Regions from separate parts of the Mus musculus genome. Here region 1 is linked to region 2. The links are chromatin contacts, called in public Hi-C maps. All regions are on one chromosome and are shown on one strand. Each heading gives the region's core, a stretch centred on a gene start, on an enhancer-like site or on the middle of the called end of the contact. The rest is flanking DNA. Distances are from core to core; before and after follow the strand shown.

Region 1 (5,463 bases), core at 763-3,262, 82 kb after region 2:
AGGGTGGCATTCTGGGTTCAGTGAAGGGGAGGTGGAATGGTGTGAGGCTTTTCCTCTCGACCTGTGCTCCAGGGAGACAGTGCTGACGTCTCCCCACAGAGCACCTGGGAGGGCCACTGCTCCCCTCTGTGGGTAAGTCACCTGTCTCCAGACCTCTTTCTTCATCTCCAAACAGGGCAGCTGTGAGGGCTTCAAAGCCTGCAGGTAGGCGGTTAGCCGGTGTCTAACCCTGCTGCTTGTGTTTCAGGGTCCACCCTTCCCATACTTTGCCCAGAACCCCAGGTAGCGGGGCCTATTTCTCCCCCTTCACACTGTCCCTTACTGCCCCAAAGCAACAGCATCCCTGATAGAGCTCTGAGGTGCAGCTGGGACTAGGAGTTGGAGAGAGATGAGAGAGTGAGAGGCTTAGGAAACCAGAGCTAGTGTTCTAAGGGGACAGTAGCATGGGTAGAGCTGGCCTGTCTGCAGGCTGTTTTCTCACCAGCGGGAGGCAGCAGAGGGCAGCGAGTGGACATCTGGGTGGCTCTTAGTGAGAGCTGAGGTCTTAGTTTGTACCCCTGACCACAGGGAGCCATTGAGTTATGGAGGCTGCAGGATGATCTGTGGTGACAGTAACACTGGTCAGGGAACATCCGGTTGACCAATGACAGTTGGGGCTGGCTGAGCTGGCTTGGCCCGATTTCTTCAGAGAGCTGGATCTCTACTGTGGCCCTTGGGGTCATTGGAGGACCAAGGTTTGGGGCCACAGCAGGCTTGTATCAGGAGAGGCTCAGGGTGAAAGGCTAGTGTGTGAGCTGACAAGTAGGGTTAGGGCCCTGAAGTCACCAGGCTGGGCCTACTAAATGGTTAGACCCTGCCATACTGAATTGCCTAGAGGTTCCTTGGGCCCCTTGTTAGCTTCTCCACCACTTTGGGAGGGAATAGGGGGGCATTCCAGGTGAGGCAGATGGTGGGTCAGGTTCTCTGCACGGGGTTCCAAGCTCAGCATGGCTGACTATACTGACTGTGGTGACATGGTAGAGGATCATAAACCTGTTCTTGGCAGGTCCATGAGGCAGACTGCAGTGGTGTTCATTTCCTCCTTACAGTTCCAGGCCACACACACTTTGCTTTCTAAGATGACTACATTGAGCAGAGTGGAAGGGCCCGCTGAAGCTCCTTCCTCCAGCACTTGGATGTGGAAGGAGTCATGGACCTTAATGGCTTGCCTGTGGCCAGTCTGTGCTAGCCAGTATCATTTTTTAGTCCCCTCCTTATGGATGAGGAATGATAGACTCAGAGAGGGGGCACACTGTGCTGGGTCACACAGTAAGGGCCAGAGCTGACATCGGAATCCATGCTCCCCTCTCCCGCTTTCCCTTGCTCAACACAGTGCCTGAGAGGTTATTTCTTTGTACCCAACCTGTGGTCCTGCAGGCCCTATCCCCTTCCTGGATCAGGAGCCTGGACAGAGGTAAGGTTCAGATGCCGCCTTCCTGTTTCCACTTTCTTGCTCTCTGTGTGTATGTGTTTGTGTGTGTGTGCACATGTGTGTATCCATTAGTGTTTGTGTGTGTGCACAAGTGTGTATATGTTAGTATTTGTCTGTGTGCACATGTGTGTATCCATTAGTGTTTGTGTGTGTGCACATGTGTGTATCCATTAGTGTTTGTTTGTGTGTGTGCACATGTGTGTATCCATTAGTGTTTGTTTGTGTGCACATGTGTGTTGACTTTGAGGTCCCTTCTCAGCTTCTCTCCCTCTCTCTCCCTCTCTCCCCTCACTTCCTCTCCCTGAGACACAGGCTCTCTCACTATTAGCCTAGAGTTCACTGGTGTCTAGGTTCACTGACCAGACCTTGGGCTCCTGGTCTTCTGCCTCCCCTCTTAAGTGCTAAGAGGACAGGCATACACCATCATGCCTGGCTTATACCGTGCTGGGAATCAAGCTTAAGACTGTGTGTAGGCTGGGCAAGCACTGTACCACTGAACCACATCACCCTCCACCCCTCATTCCCTCACATTTTCCTGCTGTGAATACAAAGTGATCACATGGCACTGGGGTTGGATTACAGATGTAATTACATGTGAGTTCTTGGGCAGGGATTGTTTCTGAAGCCAGGAGGCCTTCTGTGGAGGTGGCAGATACTGACATCTGTTTCGTACACAAGTCTAACGTCTCGATGAATAACTGCCTGTGGATTGCTTAGAGAACATCTTAGAGAAGCCACACCCCTCCCCCGCCCTAGTGCCTCAGATGGCCTCTAGTGGGAGCAGGTGGCTCCATTTCTCTCTCCAGCCTGGCATCCGGGCATCCAGGGCCTGGAAGGACTGCCTCAGCCTCTGACTTCGGACTGGTTGATCTTTTTGCCACCTTTCCATCCCTTGCTTTGGTCTTCCTGGGCAGACATTCTCTTCCCAGCTCCAGGATGTGTCCTCATGTCCTTCCTCTCTTCCGCTCTGTCACTAACGATTCACTACGTGCCTCCCTTCCACCAGCTGATCATGACCTTCTCAAGGGCAGGACTGGCATCTGATTCCTTGGAATCCTCAGCTCCTGCTGCGGGCACCTGCTAGGGGCTGGTGGAGTGAAGGGGAGTTGAGGGGGGCAACAGGGAGCAAATTAATTAGATGGGGATGAAGTGGGGAGCAGCTACCTCTTCAAATCTACGTCTGTGGCCACTGTGACTACCAACTCTGAGATGAAGGTCTAGCTGGCCCACCAGCTCCTAGGAGCCCCAGAAGAACATCAGCTCTTGCCCAGACTTTGTTTCTGCCTCTGATCCTTCTGAGGCCACGACTCCCAGGGCAACCTGCAACTGCCAGATTGTGGGAGGACAATTGCCCGTGGTGCCATCTCCAAGTGCGTCTGTTTTCCTAGTGGAAAGGCATGTAGCCACGCTGCCTGCTGCCCCTGGGACTCCGGGTGCTGCTGCCCTTGCAGTTTGGCTTTCTTGCCGCTCAAGTCAGAGATCCCCTGGGATGTTCCCCATTGGTTAGCACTTCTCCCGGCCTTGCTCCAGGGCTAGCCCAGACTGTTGCGTGTCTGGGAGGCTAGGATTATCTGACCATCTTTGGGTTAGCCACTGCTCTCAAAAGGTCTCTTTCATTTGTTATCACAGCAAATGAATTTCCACTGGTATGGTGGGGGAGTGTGCCCAAGAAATAGAGGGTTTAGAGGTTTGCTAGCTTCTAGAACAGCTTTCATTGCAGGAATGAGGAAACCAAGTCACAGAATGGCTAAGGTTCAGGGCCTCATGGTTGCGTTGTGGAGTGTGTACACAGGCTGAACTCAACACTGCTTCTTCTTGGCTGTGTGACCCTATGCAAAATTTTCCCTTTCTGAGCCTCTAATGCCCCATCTGCATAGTGGGTTATGAGGATCAAAGGAGTCGTGAAAAGCTTTAGCAAAAGACCTGGTGGAAGCTTCCTGAATTGCGTGTGCTGGGTCAGCTCCTGTCATGTGGTTACATGGGTATAAGAATGGGGGGTCCCGCCCACTCTGCTGGGTGACTCTGCCAAGAGCATTTGCTCACCCAGAAGGGGGAAGGGCTGTGAGTCACTAGACCACCAGCCTGGCCATGGGATCTTAGCCCTGAGGCTGTAGGACCAGGTTGAGAGGCTAATGCAAGGGGAGGCACCCTGGTAGGGTGGCGTTCCTGAAACTCTAGCCTAGGGTCTGCCTAGAAATGTGGCTTTCAGGCTTCCAAGCCACTTGAATGTTAAAGCCAGTGTCCACAGGCTTGGGGCTTTATAGAACAGCGAGCCACTCCCTGACTGCTCTCTGTTGTCATAGCAGTGCCTGAGACCTGAGAGAGGCCTGCCTGATTTCTGTACATGGATGTTTGCTCGGGCCTGGGGAGGAGGAGCAGGGGCGGGGTGAGTATCAGAGGGCCATGTTTATGTAGCCTTTCTGAGTCCTGTGTCATCCCCACCCTTTCTCCAGGCTGTTAGGTTTCTTAAGGGACCCTTGCCTTGCATGTCCTCATGACGTGTCCCTTCTCCAGGGTGGGTTGGTGGTGTGGAACTTGGAGGCCAGGAGGCTCTGCAGCCTCGGCAGGGGTCTACAGGAGCAGGCAGACTCACTGCTGTGCCTGTCCCACACCATATCCTGAGCCCAGAGTCTGCCTGCACTACCATTATGGCTGCTCTCAGTAGACCTGTCTGTATCTCATCTTCAGTACTTCCAAAATGTCTCAAAAGCTGTCACCTCTGGTAAGCCCACCAGAATACTCCTAAGTGGGATTCCTTAAAAAGTCTTCTTTTGTATCACAGATACTAATTCACTTGCCAGGCTGCTGCGGCCCCTGTTCTGGGGCTTCGGCAGCCCAGTGTGGATAGGAGGCATTAAACACATTCATTTGTGGGTAGAAGTGTCTACAGAGGAACCTGACTAAGACTTAGGGCATTGGGGAGGCCCAGCCTAGGCGGAGGGACCTAGAAGGATGAACTGGATTCCCCAAGCAAAAGGGGACTTTGATTTTAGGAAGCCCTTTGAATGAAGTCTTTGCTGGTTAGAGGAAGCAATAAGAGCAGGTTAGGGAAAGTGGTATCGATGGTGAGGACAGTAGGCAATAGTTACTCTCCCCCTTTACTGACCAGGAGGCAGCCATGACAGCCAGCCACTGGCTTAGGCAGCGTAGCTCTTGAAGGGTATTGTGCTCTCTCCTCCCTGCTTCTTCAGGAAGACGGTGGTGAATGCCGGATGTTCTTGTGGCTGCGCCATGTGGGGACTTCCAAGTGTGCTAAGTTTTAGGACAGAAAGACATATCTGGGGCAGGGGTTTGTTGCTCTTGAGAAAGATGCAAGACCCTGACAGCCATATGTCTAGGGATGATAAAGAAGAATAAACAGGGTGTGCACAGAGACACCTCTAAAGTGATGTTTCCCGCCCAGGGCAGGGGGAAGATGGTGCTGGCAGACTTAATCTTGGGCTTCCGGATCATTGTCTTTCTTGGCTGTGATTGGCGTTTGTGCCAGTTTGTTTGTGGCTGTTAACAAGCGTGTGTGTGTGTCTGTGTGTGTGTGTGTGTGTGCTGGTTGTCAGTGCTTGTGTGTACATACATGTGCATCTGTGAGCATGGTGCTACTGAGGAGATGTTTTGCTTGCCTTCTTTTGTAGGTGTACCTTTTATGTGGGCATCGTTGGCATGTCTGTCCTTGAACGTGAATATGGTTTCAGCCTTGTATATTTCTCCATGTGAGAATATGTTTATGTGCAGTTTTCTGGCCAGGATGTATGTTTGAGACAGGGTCTCATTTCAGTAGCCGAGGCTGGCCTCCACCTCAGGATCCTCTGCACTTCTTCTAGTGTGCCAGTAGTCTTGGACACTTAGTATTTTAAGACAAGAGTTTATCCTTGACTGTCCCTGACACTTTTGGGAGACCTCATGGCCTACGGTCCTGTTCTTGTGTGGACTATGAAGGACTTTCATGTTTAAGGGAATACTGTCATGTGTCAGAGGCGGATCTGTGGCATAACGTG
Region 2 (5,502 bases), core at 1,225-3,724:
CCTAGACATGGAGCGGTATGTCTCCCTCAACACTACACAGGGGCAGTTCCTTGTTGAAGGCCTACTGTGTGAAGCAACAGTAGCACAGTGGGGCATAAGTCTATTCTTACAACCGTTTATTCCTAGTACCTAGTTCTGCTTTTGGGCTCTGTGCCCTCTGCCTGGGGAACCCATGTCAGTCTTCCCCTTGAAGTCCCCCCATCCCATCCCCCCATCCCTGTATCTCTGCCAGCCTCCATTGGGGTCCTTCTCCCCCAGATCCTGCCCTAGACCAGAGGGCCTTTCTACTGTGTGATCTTACATGCCTCAGCCCCATCTCCCTCATGTGTTCTGCTCAGGGATCAAGGCCACCCTGCCATGCTCTGTGGCCTTTGCCTGCTGCTCACACCTTGGAGCCTCAACTCTCTGGCGGAGCACTTTCCCTTGAATGTGTATTGAGTAAATAGTGGCTGGCTGAAAGACTTAATGCAATGAAAAAAGGACTTTGCAAGCTCTAAAGGGCCTCAGGTGAGCCTCTTCTGATAAGCTAGCACATGGGGCGGTACTAAGCAGCCTTTGGAGCCTTCATAGAGAGAACTTAGCTTCATCCGACAGAAGTGAGGCCCACCTCAATGGTTCGAAGAAACCTGGGCCCCACAGCAGGAGAGGCTGGAGGGAACCCTGGTGGGGAGAAGCTTCAGCCTGGAGCAGAAGCCTTTAACCTTCAACGGGTGTTCATGGTAACTGTTGGAGTGGGGTGGTGCTGACCTGTGAATTACAGACTACTTTGTTGAGTCCAGCTGGACAAAGATGTCCCCAGTCATGGCCAAATTAAGTACCCCTGTCACGGGGTGGTGGTGCTCCCAACACTCAGGCGGCTATAGGGCCAGGAGAGGGGCTCATGAATTACGGGATAGGTACAGAGAGGGAAGGGAATGAGGGAGGGGGAGGAGAGAGAGAGAGAGAGAGAGAGAGAGAGAGAGAGAGCACCACCCTCACTGTCCTAGAGTAGAAAGGGCTACAGACGGAATGTTTGAGCAGGGAAGGACAGAGTACCAAGCTGTAGCCAGCAACAGTCTAATGGAGCCGCCTCATCCTTCAGTTGACCCTGGGCTCATTAAGATCAAGCTACGGCTGAGGGCCAAGCAAGCTGCCTGATGAACAAAAGAGCTTGTATTTGGAGAGAGGACCATTAGCCAGGACCAAGGGAGGGTTGCAGGGCTGAGGAATGGCTGTGAGGAGCAGAAGCAAGATAAGGAACTGAGGGGTGGGGAGAGCAGTGTCTCAGACTTCAAACCACAGCTCTACCCAGTGGAGATGGTGTTGATGTCCTGCCCTAAGGTGAGAGATGAGAGACCACAGACCACATTCCAGGCTGGGACCAGTCAGCATAGAAAGGACAACGCAGCCTGGAGCACCCTAACCCATGTCCATGTGCTGTGTCTCAGAAGGAACCAGGCTGTCTGGTCTGTGTGTGTGTGAGGGAGACTGGGAGGAGAGATGGGTCATGAAGCTCACAGGCCCCTAGTCTGTGTCTGGTCAGATGAGCTGCCAAATGCAGATCTTGCCTATCACCTTCATTGGCTTTCCAGAGTCCTCAAGATTAATCTCCAGATCTTAAACAGATCTTGAATTGTCCCTAAAGGTCCTTGACAAGTCTGGGTAGCTACTTCCTCTACCTGCAAGGGTCACCAAGTCCAAGCCAGGTTTCAGTCAGGCTGAGTGGCTGACAGCTCCTTAAACAGCTCCTCCAATAATTCCTGTTTATCAGTTCTGGGCCTAAAACACCTGCTTCCAGGCTGGGTGTAGTGGTGTGCGCCTTTAAACAGCACTCAGGAGGCAGAGGCAGGCGGATCCTTGAGTTTGAAGTCAGCCTGGTTGACAAAGTGAGTTCCAGGACAGCCAGGGCTATACAGAGAAACCCTGTCTCAAAACACACACACACACACACACACACACACACACACACACACACACACACACACACACACAGAGAGAGAGAGAGAGAGAGACAGACACAGAGACAGAGACAGAGACAGAGACAGAGACAGAGACAGAGACACACACAGACACAGAGAGACACAGAGAGCCTGCTTCCTCTTCACACGCAGTGCCTAACCCCACTAGCTCCTACTCTGAGTTGGTGTCCCTTTTTGCGCATATCCTCTGGGAAGCTTAGTATCAATAGCAAGAGTGTCGATGGTGTCCACCATGTCAGGAGGCAGCTGTCCAGGGGAAGGGGTGTCTACTATAAGGCAACAGAAAGTGGTAACTGGGGTCACTGGTTAGAAGGTGGTGAGAAAGGACAGGAGGATTTAAATGACACACAGAGAAGTGGATAAGTAGTCAGGGCACAGCTTGTCCTGGCCACCCGGCATGTGCAGGGCACACTGAACTTGTTGGTGCTTGGGAACAGACACTACCAGACAGGTCACGTGGCAACCAGGTCCAGCTGGCTTTGCTGAGGTTCCTCTTAGACTGCCGCAGGGACAGTCAGGTGTTCTGAGGTGGGACCCAGGGAGGCACAGCTTAGTTCACACAGGTCTCATCGGCCTTCACTGAGGAGACATGCGGGGCTGTGAGCGGGAGAGACCTCTTTTACTTACCCAACTCCCAGCAGATCAGCTTCCTTCCAACTGGCGGTTTTCTTCTGACATGGGAGTTCTGAGCTGAATACAGTGGCGATGATCCCAGCCCTTGAGAGGCGGAGGCTGGGGATCAAGAGTCCAAGGTTTTCCTTGTCTACCTAGTTTGATGCTAGTTTGGGCTACATAAGACTCTGTGGTAGGTTGAATAAGAATGGCCCCCATAGGTCCATAGATTTGAATGCTTAGTCACCAGGGAGTGGAACTGTTTGAAGAGATTAGAAGGATTAAAAGGTGTGGCCTTGTTGGAGGAAGTGTATCACTGGAAGGAGGCATTTAAAGTTTCAAAAGCCCATGTCAGGCCCAGTCTGTCTGTCTCCCCTCGCTCTCCCCACCCTCTTTCTGCCTGCAGATCAGGATGTAATCCTTCGCTCTTGTTCCAGTGCTATGTTCCCCACCATGGTAACAATGGACTCAGCCTCTGAAACTGTAAACGAGCCCCCACTTAAATGCTTCCTTTTATAAGAGTTGCCTTGATCATGGCGTCTCTCCACAGCAATAGAGCAGTGACTAAGGCAGACTCAGGCTCAAAACAAACAGACAATTTCCCTCCACATCCTCCCCACAAAATGAGATGAAACAAGAGTTCTGCAGCTTGTCGATTTAAAGAGCTGGTTTTAAAACCTGGGAATGGGGACTAATCCCAGTGCGGACAGGTCAAGAGGACTGTTGAATTCCAGGCCACAAATTCAATAAGAAAGCCTAATCCTGCTGTTCCTGTAGAGATGGAAAGGCAAAGCCTACAGAGACCTGGGTGTGGCCTCAGTCCCCAGGGAGAATGGTGACAAGCCAGTCCACCTCCTGACCCTTCCTGTGGAACCAGGCCACCCTCTGCCGGAAGGATAGTGTTGGACAAATAAGCATCTCAAAGTAGGTTTTGTTAGCACGCAGGATGACAACAGGAGACACTGGCTTCTGAATGGGAAGTGGGTGCAGGGAGGAGGCTCTGTGCAGAAGCTGCAAGCAAAGACCAGAGCTGGGCAGCTGGGCAGCTGGGCACGCCTCATTGAGAGCCTGGTACCCAGCCAAGGCTGCACTGGGTTTAGAATTAGACTCGTGGTTCCATTCCTGACTTTTCTATCTCCTCACTACATCTACTTTGGCCAAACAGACCTCTTCTGAAAAAAGAAAAAACAGTAGCAATCACTTCTGGTTGATTATAAGGGGTTAAAGTGACTGAACGCTTCAAGATTCTTCCCCCTCCTCTCCTCTCCTTTCTCCTCCTCCTCCTCTTCCTCCTTTTCTTTCATAATGAGACAGGGTCTCTTTCTAAAGCCCTGACTGGCCTGAAACGCAGTGTAAACCAGGCTGGCCTTGAACTCTGTCTGCTATGTCTTCCTCTGCTGTGGGGTGCTGGAGATCACCCGCAGGTGCCGCCATGCCTGGCTCAGGATTATTACAGAGTATGAATTCGGGAAGGTTGAGATCCCAGCCAGTCTTCTTATTCACAGTATGACCGGAGCGAATGCCTCACCCTCTCAGCCTCAGTGTCCCCATCTGCACACTCGGCAGCCGCCACTTCCTCCACAGGATGCGATGTGTGGTAAAGTGTTAAAATAGCTAAAATCGGCTCCCATCTATGACTATCATTAGTTTTACCCACATAACAGCAGAGTCTGGGCTGCCTGAAGAAGGAGGTAATAAGTAGGAGGGAAATTAGGGCTCTCCCAGCAAATACCTGATGGATCAAGTTCCACCCAGCGCTTCCACTTAGCTGGGTGTCCACCCTCGCTTCCTGTGGCCCGGCTGCTCTCAGTACTGTTTTTCAATGCGTGGAGGTAGAATCTGTTTCAACCCTAGATGACTTTGGGTGACAAAGAAGCAACTTCAGGTGCCTTGAGTCAAATCCTCTCCAGAAAGTGAAACAAACCTGGAAGTCAGAATTGCTCTGAGGCTGATAATTCTGGGAGGGCACCTCCTGGCATTAAAACTAAATTAGATCACGCTACCTCTGCTATTACTAAATAATTCCCCATGATTACACAAGGCAGCCATGACTCCTGATGGTGGTGAACTTCAGGTGACTTACTCCAAATAACCGCGAAACTTGCAGGCTCATCTGATCGCTTCTCTATAGTGTTGCAGGCAGGTAATTATGCTAATAGGCCTTAAAAAAATCACCTTTCTAGTCTGGGATTGGAAGAGCTTGAAACAGAAATGTGAGCAGTGTATATTTCCTGCAGCAGAAGCTGGGCGCCATATCTGATTCCAAAAGGGCCCTTTGTCAAAAGGGAGAGAAACCCCTTCTGCAATTGGAATTAAAGTGGCTGTATGCTCCTCTCTTCCGATCTGTATACACACTTTTGGGACTCATCACTCTAAGAAGCAGGCACACAACAGAGGCTCAGGATCTCTTAGCTAATTCAAGCTTACAGGTGTAATGTTCCAGTTTCCAGGCAGGGTTCTGGCCACAGGCTGGGACACTATCAAGTTCAAGAATGATTCTGATGCTTCAGGAAAACACCAGAGGGGCAGTGCTGTCCTTGTCAGGCTTATTACTGAGTGTGCACGAGCGAGTGCTGCTTACTGGCTTGTTCCCTGAACTTGACTACAGCCAACCTTATGAAGGCATTTCTTTTTTAATGATTTATTTTTAAGTGCATTGGTGTTTTGCCTGCATATGTCTGTGTGAGGGTGTCAGATCCTCTGTAACTAGAATTAAGACAGTTACGAGCTGTCATGTGGGTGCTGGGAACTGAACCCAGGTTCTCTGGAAGAGCAGCCAGTGTCTTAACCACTGGGCTACCTCTCCAGCCCCATGAAGACTTCTTGCTTGCTCGCTTGCTTTGTATTTAAGTATACTGTAGACACACCAGAAGAGGTCATTGGATCCCACTATAGATGATCATGTGCTGGGAATTGAACTCAGGACCTCTGG

What was found. Hi-C and Micro-C count contacts between places; a contact is called where the count stands out from the background.
Region 1: a Hi-C map of the N1E-115 cell line shows a contact between it and region 2, with 5 times the contacts expected there. The contact joins two enhancer-like sites. A contact is called at or near these places in 22 of 39 promoter capture datasets (the 3T3-L1 cell line, 3T3-L1-derived adipocytes, the C10 cell line and 13 more), 1 of 15 datasets of contacts at CTCF or cohesin (large pre-B cells), 33 of 484 Hi-C or Micro-C datasets (3T3-L1-derived adipocytes, the AML12 cell line, B cells and 25 more), 8 of 115 datasets of contacts at active chromatin or transcription factors (craniofacial prominence, differentiating embryonic stem cells, embryonic stem cells and 3 more) and 3 of 9 other capture datasets (adipose tissue, liver and pancreatic islet).

What each region holds. Positions count from the first base shown.
Region 1 is chr2:35,649,414-35,654,876 of GRCm38.p6, forward strand. All of the region lies in intron 2 of Dab2ip (disabled 2 interacting protein), which reads left to right. Among named protein-coding and RNA genes, the nearest start is that of Dab2ip, 30 kb to the left of the region's middle. Within about 2 kb of position 2,013, at least 5 of the 459 cell types and tissues checked have an H3K27ac peak or open chromatin away from gene starts, as enhancers often do. A contact at or near this core is called in the N1E-115 cell line, where this site is marked.
Region 2 is chr2:35,567,452-35,572,953 of GRCm38.p6, forward strand. It overlaps a transcript of Dab2ip not described here. Among named protein-coding and RNA genes, the nearest start is that of Gm13446, 12 kb to the left of the region's middle. Within about 2 kb of position 2,475, at least 8 of the 459 cell types and tissues checked have an H3K27ac peak or open chromatin away from gene starts, as enhancers often do. A contact at or near this core is called in the N1E-115 cell line, where this site is marked.